Regions from separate parts of the Oryzias latipes genome. Here region 2 is linked to region 1. The links are chromatin contacts, called in public Hi-C maps. All regions are on one chromosome and are shown on one strand. The core of a region is the stretch at or near the end of the contact, and the rest is flanking DNA. Distances in the headings are between cores, read along the strand shown. Region 1 holds the start of LOC101156367 (serine/threonine-protein kinase OSR1). Region 2 holds the start of LOC101156858 (Golgi reassembly-stacking protein 1).

The links. Hi-C and Micro-C count contacts between places; a contact is called where the count stands out from the background.
Region 2: a contact with region 1 is called in a Hi-C map of fibroblasts, with 1.5 times the contacts expected there. The contact joins the promoter of LOC101156858 here to the promoter of LOC101156367 in region 1. A contact is called at or near these places in 2 of 5 Hi-C or Micro-C datasets (embryo and fibroblasts).

What each region holds. Positions count from the first base shown.
Region 1 is chr20:18,193,920-18,197,727 of ASM223467v1, forward strand. LOC101156367 (serine/threonine-protein kinase OSR1) reads left to right here and starts at 1,726. Exons shown (of 18, transcript XM_023950452.1): 1 at 1,726-2,036. It overlaps myd88 (myeloid differentiation primary response protein MyD88), which reads left to right. Exons shown (of 5, transcript XM_020712727.2): 3 at 219-396; 4 at 473-582; 5 at 658-1,157. The coding sequence ends at 812.
Region 2 is chr20:18,364,541-18,368,348 of ASM223467v1, forward strand. LOC101156858 (Golgi reassembly-stacking protein 1) reads left to right here and starts at 1,742. Exons shown (of 9, transcript XM_011488967.3): 1 at 1,742-1,943; 2 at 2,388-2,468; 3 at 3,304-3,507; 4 at 3,671-3,757. The coding sequence starts at 1,878.

The DNA.
Region 1 (3,808 bases), core at 476-2,975:
CTAAATAAGGATTGCATTAATTCTTTATTTGGCTGTTAATCGTAAACTTTAATCAGATCTTTGCTACACATCTTTGTGTCACTGCTCTGCACAGCACTCTGGTGTCCTGTTTCCAGTGATGAACAGTTTTATTTCATGTTTGACTCCTGGATTGTTCTTTTATTTATTTATTTTTTATCTATTTTTTCATAAAACTGGTGCATTTGTGTTGAATTCAGGGTCACCTGAGATGTTTGACGCCTTCATCTGCTACTGCCAAGACGACTTCCACTTTGTCTGTGAGATGATCCGAGAGCTGGAGCAGACGGATCACAAGCTGAAGCTGTGTGTGTTTGACAGAGATGTCCTCCCAGGTTCCTGCGTTTGGACCATCACAAGTGAACTCATCGAGAAGAGGTGGGATATCAGCTGACGTTGCCATTCTACCTTCTAATTGAGCAAATAATTGATGTTTATGTGTCCATGTGTGCAGGTGTAAGAGAATGGTGGTTGTGATATCTGATGAATATCTGGAAAGTGATGCCTGTGACTTTCAGACCAAGTTTGCCCTCAGCCTCTGCCCTGGTAATACGGTCATTCCCGGTAAAATACTTTGATCATAGTAAACTACTCTAAGAACGTCTTTTGACATGTAACTTCTTCACTGTTCCATTATAGGGGCTCGGAATAAACGTCTCATTCCAGTCATCTATAAGACGATGAAAAAGCCATTTCCGACCATCTTGCGGTTCCTCACTGTATGCGACTACACCAAGCCCTGCACTCAGGCGTGGTTCTGGATACGACTCGCCAAAGCTTTATCCTTGCCATGAATGTGGACCAGACTGTCAACCATGTTTAAAAGTGCCTTATTATTTTTAAAAATAGATCTTTCAATAGCTTTTGTTGTAAAATATCAAGCTCTTACATCTTCAGCTGCATCTTGTATTACATATCTTGCTGACATTGAAGCAAAACATATCTATTTGTTTTCACTTGAAATAATTATATATTTTATAATCAAGCTGCACAAGGGGGGCAAGAGGATGATAAGGCGTTGTGACTGATAATTCGACATGTTCATGACCAATTTTGTTTTTTTCAATCTTTTGAAAATACTTTTGTAAGCTATAAATGTGATTTTTTTTTTTAAATAAAAGATTTCAATTCCTTGTTAAGTGTATGGATATATATATTCATATAAAGTTTTTAGATTGGTCAAAACATTTTAGAACGCATCTTTTTTCCACTTTCCAAACTAAAAACGTCCCGTCGTGTTTTCCTGTAGTACCCGCCACCACCAGCAGATGTCTCTTTTTCGCAGAGGGAGAACATTATTTACTCATAAAACTAAACCCCAAGGAAGTAAAACTCATCCAATCAGAGGACTGGGTTCTTTCGGAGCAGTACGCCCCCTTAAAAATATACCTATCATTGTCCTCGAGTTTGGTTTTGTCAGTGATGATAAAATGTGCTGTTTGCTAGTGTATTGTTTCGTAAAGAAGTATGAATAAAAAATATGTAATGGTGTATAGGAATGAGGCAAAAATTTGGCTGCTGGGTAAAACGCTTACGCAGCTGTGGTGAAATATTTGGGCTAACCTTTAGCCTGAGCTTCAATGTACAAAGAGCGTTGATTTTTTTTACTTTAAAGAAAAAGAAAAAGAACTATTGATTTGGGGGCAGTGTTCACCGTCCACGAGCGGAAATGAATTTCCCCAACCGACCACAGCAGGTCTGTGGCGCTCGTGCGGTGCACTTCGCCCGATATGTCCGCCGTTAAGGTCCACATTTGCTCGGCAGGAATGCAGTAGGCGGGGCTGCCAAGCTAGTGTCAAACTTTGGGAATGACAGGAGTGCTGCAGGATCTGCTAAGAAAGGGAAGTGTCGCCTTTGTTGGCTGTGTTTGGATAACTTCTTTTTTTCTCGCACCGTGTCTGGGTTCACAACCAAAACGGAGAGACACTACGGTCTCAGTAGACTCTTGAACCACCATGTCGGAGGACCCGAGCTCCCAACCCTGGTCCATCAACAGAGATGATTATGAGCTACACGAGGTGATTGGTATGTGATCATTAGCCTGTTAGCTTAACCGGTAGTTAGTGAATTTCCTGCTTTCTGCTGCCTCCCAGCGCGAGCTAAGCTAAAAAGCGGACAGGAAGCAGTTCTTTCCACCGAACTGGGTCAAGTTAAAGGCAGGCGACGAGTTGACTAGTCCGACCGGTTTGTGTTTGGACTCGGTAACGGTAAAAAGGCTCCGGTGAGAGAGCAACCTACCGGCGTTTTGCTAGGGCTCAAACGCTACAGGCTCTGACTAATTGCTGGCGAGAGACTGGGGGGAAAATAGTTTCTTATACTGATCTAAAACCCAATTGTAATCGTATGAGCCACAGCTTCAGTCAGAAGACTTATTTTAATAAATTTAATATGTTATTTAATGGGAAGACATGTTCTGGTAAGAACCTGGTTCGTAAGAATAGCTCAAACAAAAATATGCTAAATAGTAATGTTTTTAGACTATTTACACAAGAAAACCTGCAAAATTCACTATTTTAATCAATTTTACTATATAGACTAAGCGGCATAAATATTGGCTAAAGTAAACGATATAAAATATTGTACTTATTTTTCTCTGAGTATGCAATATCAATTTCAATTAAAAATAGTATATTTCCCCCTCTAAATGTTATTCAAATGTAAATACATACATGGGATCCTAATCAAATAGTAGTAAACACCTTGGTACATGTAAACACTTTCAGGGCTGATTGTCAAATACCAGGAGATGAGAATTCATCATGGAAATGCAAAAGGGGTGCGCTTACTTTTCACCGCTGCAAGAGGCTTTTAGCAAGCTGGTTCTGATGCCAGTGCAGGGTCCGGAGAGTGAACTTCCTGCGGCTGGTTGTTGCATTTGGAGGTATTTACTGCCTGAATGAATCCAGTTATGTGTGAGCTCTTTTGAGAGGATTACTGGATGTTATGAAGCTTCTAACCCCCACGGAAAGCTGGAACAATTCTCTGACAAATTGTGGATCTGATAAGGAAAAGAGAAGTTTGTACAGGGCGCTTTTTTATAATTAGGACATTGTAAAACCTGTAGTTTATTAGGCGTGTTTAAAGCATGGATGAGGGCATGTTGGCCAGTCTGAAGAGGTTCTCTTGTGAAGTTTAAAGAATTTCTGACGTATTTATCTGTAAAGCGAGTAAAATCGTTTTAACATTAACACTTTGGTTTGCATGAATCAATAGTTTTTTGGGGTGTAGCACTTCTTCTTTGACAAACCTGTTTTCCTGGAAGGAGCTGGCTTCATATCTGAGCTTGTTCAGTGCTAAAACCTACTTACTTTAGACCCCCCCCTCCACCCCCTCCAATTTAGTTTCTTGGAAAAATTTGGACTGGGGCACCCCCTCGAGATAACACCCTTCAATTTAGCTTGCATGCAGAGATAAAGCCCCTCTTGTGCAGAAACCAGTTCTGTCGCATTTCACTGAGCTGCTACATTCAGTACAAAGTGTCTATGTAGGTTTGAAACCGCCACGGTTCTTACTGAGCTGGACCGCATGCCGCCTGCTAGGGTTTAGAGGGAAATTGACTTGATCAACTTTGTTTTGGGAAATAGTTGCACATTTAGCTTAGTCGACTCCACAAATGTACCAGAACTGATTAAAAGGTCGTTCCTAAACTTAGAAAGACGTCCTTCACATGGGAAGTAAGCGCAACCATCTGTGGGAGGGACTTTACCTGTCTGTGTGGCCTAATACTTATAGAATGTATATAGATTTCCTTTTTTCTTTGGTGTTTTTTTTTAATTCTTAATAGTTTTTT
Region 2 (3,808 bases), core at 492-2,991, 170 kb after region 1:
TGAAGCAGCTCAGTGAACCTCTGATGCTTCTCTGGGACAAACGGGAAAGGTATCAGATCATGGAGTGATAAGAAAACCCCACGGTTGACCTTTTATCTTTCACAAGAACTGGAAGTGTAAAATGGTTAAGAGGGGTTTTCTGATATTTTAGAGGAAACCCAGTGATGTGTGCAAATGTTGAGTGACGAGCATGGCTGTCCTTAGAGTCCATCAATCCTCAGTCTGTGGTGTGATAGGTGAAGCCATGAGGTGGCATCTGGTCAGGGTTAGAAGGTCAGCGATCTCCACATCTCAGTTGTCACGTATAGAATTAGCCAGCTTAAAAAGAGCATTTAGAAAGAGGAGTTGTTTCATTTAAAAGCTATTTGGTCTAATGTGCTAATCATTGATGATGTTTCTACAACGTTCAAAGCTTTTTTATAAAGTAAAAAAAAAAAATAACAAAAACTAATTGGATAATCAACTTGGATTCATTTCATTTGAGAAAAAAGTAAAATTGCATCTCTATTAGTTGATGGCAATCCATCAATTAACTAAACCCGCTTCATTACCAGTCAGGGTCATGGGGTCATGGGGTCACTGGATCCTACCCAGCTAGTACGGATGAAGGCTGGGTACACCCTGGACAGTTGCCAATCCATCACAGGGCCACACAGAGACACATACACACTCACAATTTAGAGTCGCTAATTAATGTCTGAAGCAGGATTTTGGACTGTGTGAAGAAGCTGAAGTGCCCAGTAAAAGCCCATAAATGCTTGTGGAGGACTGCAAACTCCACCTTCTTGCTGTGCTAACTGCCACACCACCTTGCAGCCTTTCAATGGGAACATAATTTATTTTATTTTAATTCACTTTGGTGAATTATTAGACTTTCTGAGTGAGAAAATATCATAAAATCTGCCCCATGTGGAGAGGTTTTTGAACTGAAGAGTTTCTTGTGGTCTTGTTTTTTGACTTGAAGCAAATCCCTGTTAAAACTTAATTAACAGCTACCACTCATTTGTGCCTTTTTAATAATACATTTGTTATAGTATTATTGTTAAAACTCTTATTTTTATGTAACCCGGACATTTGAATAGAGTCCATTTAAGTGACTATTTCTGTGAGTATTTCTGATGTAGAACCTGGTAAATCCAGTGTTCATCACCAAATGAAGGGTCTGTATTAGTTCCAAACATTTTATATTACAGTATTTTTTTTGTTATTTGCAATTTTGACTGACATTATTACAAAGGTGTACATTTTCTGCTAATCTAATAGGAGACGTGAGATGGTCCAGTAATTTTTTGTTTCAAACTTTGTTGAATGTAAAGATTCAATGCAAAGCAATGTTAAACAGTAAACAGCAACAACGAAGGAACAACAAGCCAGGGGGTTATTACATTTTACGCAGATATATTGAAACTGACATACAGATCAAATGTTTCGATGGCTTTCTTATTATCAGAGTTTTTTATTCTCTTAATGTATTGGTCCAGTAATTGTCATTGAGTCAAATGTCACCAAAAGCAGACAGATTTCGATATTTTTAAAAGGCAAGAAATGTCCTGTCTAATGAGACTGTTTATTTTAAAGACAGTTTTTCTAACTGTCTATTATTATTAGTAGTAGGAGGAGGAGGAGGAGAATTTTTTTTAATGATTGTTTAAAAAAAACCCTCTAACATTTGTTCATTTTTTGCTTCAGTTTGGTTTATTCTCTGAAGGACTACTAATCGATTATCGTGTCTGCCAGCAGACGAACGCAGGCTCGATTTTTCGGTGATCTTGGTCTGCCTGTGCGTCTCCCTGCTGTCAGCTCCTGCCCGGTGTTTGCTCTTTCCCTCAGACTCTACCTCGTGTCATGCATTAAACTCCTGTCGGCGTTTGGAGGCCATGGGGCTGACGAAGAGCTCGTTTTTGTCGGGCGGCGGAAGGAGCTGCGGTTATCACGTGCATGGGGTAGGTTGTAACTTGAACTACAAGGTTATTCCAACTCGTTTGGAACAATGATAAAGTGAAATGCTTTAAAATTAACATTACAGGATTTCCGAATGTGCTCGAAGTGTAAAGTAACAACAACTCTCGCATTTATTTATGTATTTTTTTCTATAAGGGGATGTCAATGTCACCCTTGATGATGGTGGTGTCGTCCTCCCATCATCATGAGGTGGCATTTGGCACAAACCCAATTTGTTCAGATCTCTTAAAGAAAAAAAAAACATGTTTAAAACGCACTTTAAAAACTTTATTACATATTTAGAATATAACGGGCTTTTTTAAGTTGCATAAATGTCAATGCAGCGCGTGCTAGCTTATAAAAAGAAAAGATACCTCTGTACACTGCAATACTTCAAATGGACACAAGGGGGCGACAACACAGCATATCTATGGATCACCTTTCAGATTCAAGAAGGTTCACCAGCATTGAAGGCAGGACTGGAGCCTTTCTTTGACTTTATCCTCTCCATTGGACACACCAGACTTGTAAGTATGATATGTTAATGCTTTTTGCATCTCTCATAATAATATGTATAGATTCAGAACTCAAAAACATCTTTTTTATCTTGTTTGTACGACAGAGTTTGACTAGGGCCAGTTTACAAAAAAAACGTTTTTTTAAATTACGACTTTTAAGTCATAAATTTACGAGAATGAAAGTCATAAGAAAGTCAATGTCTAGTAAATCTACGAGAAAAAAGTCAGAGATTAACGAGAAAAAAATACCAAAGTTTTCCGTTTATCGGAGCCTAGTTTGACGATGAAATATGTGGAGCCTTTTGTGAAACTTTCTTTCCGGATAAGTTTAAAAAACAAAGAGATTCGTAATCTTTGAGCGACAAAACTATTGCCAGTGGAGCCGGCTTTCCAGGGATCGATGTCAGACCGCTGCAGCCTTTTTGTTCTCCTTTTCATTCACACACCCTGAAGTTCATCTGTCAACCTGACGTCATGAACCTGTCATCCAAACACCAATGCAGAAGTAAACAGTGTTAAAACGTGGAGATCTTGTCTTTGGCGGAGGAAGAAAGGATTCAAGTGGATAGCTGCCTGCAAACCACCCATCAATAAATAAAACATTTATAAATTCAGCTCACCTGTTCAATTGAGTTTAATGTGTCTGCTCTGCTGCTGCGTGGCGTTCACTTACTGCTCTGTATGCTTACTTCCACTTTAATCTCGTAAATTTGAGTTTTTTTCTCGTAAATTCACAACTTAAAATCTCGTAATTTTACTCTTATTTATTTTTGTTGGTGGCCCTAAAACTCCGTCGTATGTTTGGGATCACAGATGCACTCTTTTGTTTTTTTTTCCTCTTTAGAATAAAGAAAGTGATTTGCTGAAGGACATGCTGAAGGCCAATGTTGAGAAAGCTGTCAAGCTGGAAGTGTACAACTCAAAAACTCAGCGGGTGAGGGAACTGGAGGTGACACCCAGCAACATGTGGGGCGGTCATGGTTTGCTGGGCGCTAGCGTTCGATTCTGCTGCTTTGAAGGAGCCAACGAGAACGTCTGGCATGTCTTGGTAAGTCAAACCTGCGTTCGCTTTTCAGTTACCTTCCAGGCTCAGTATTTTGCCTTTCTGTTGTGTTAAAACAAAAATCAATGTCTCTCTGTATTTATCATATATTAAAGTAGAATTCCGCTAGAGATTTTGGATTAAAAAAAAAAGCTCTTTTCCTTTTCAGGACGTGGAACCACGGTCTCCTGCAGCGCTAGCCGGCCTCAGAGCTCACTCTGACTTTATTGTTGGAGCTGACCAAGTTTTACAGGATGTTTGTGTTTTATTTAAATTCAATCAATAATAAAAAAAAAATTCAGCACCA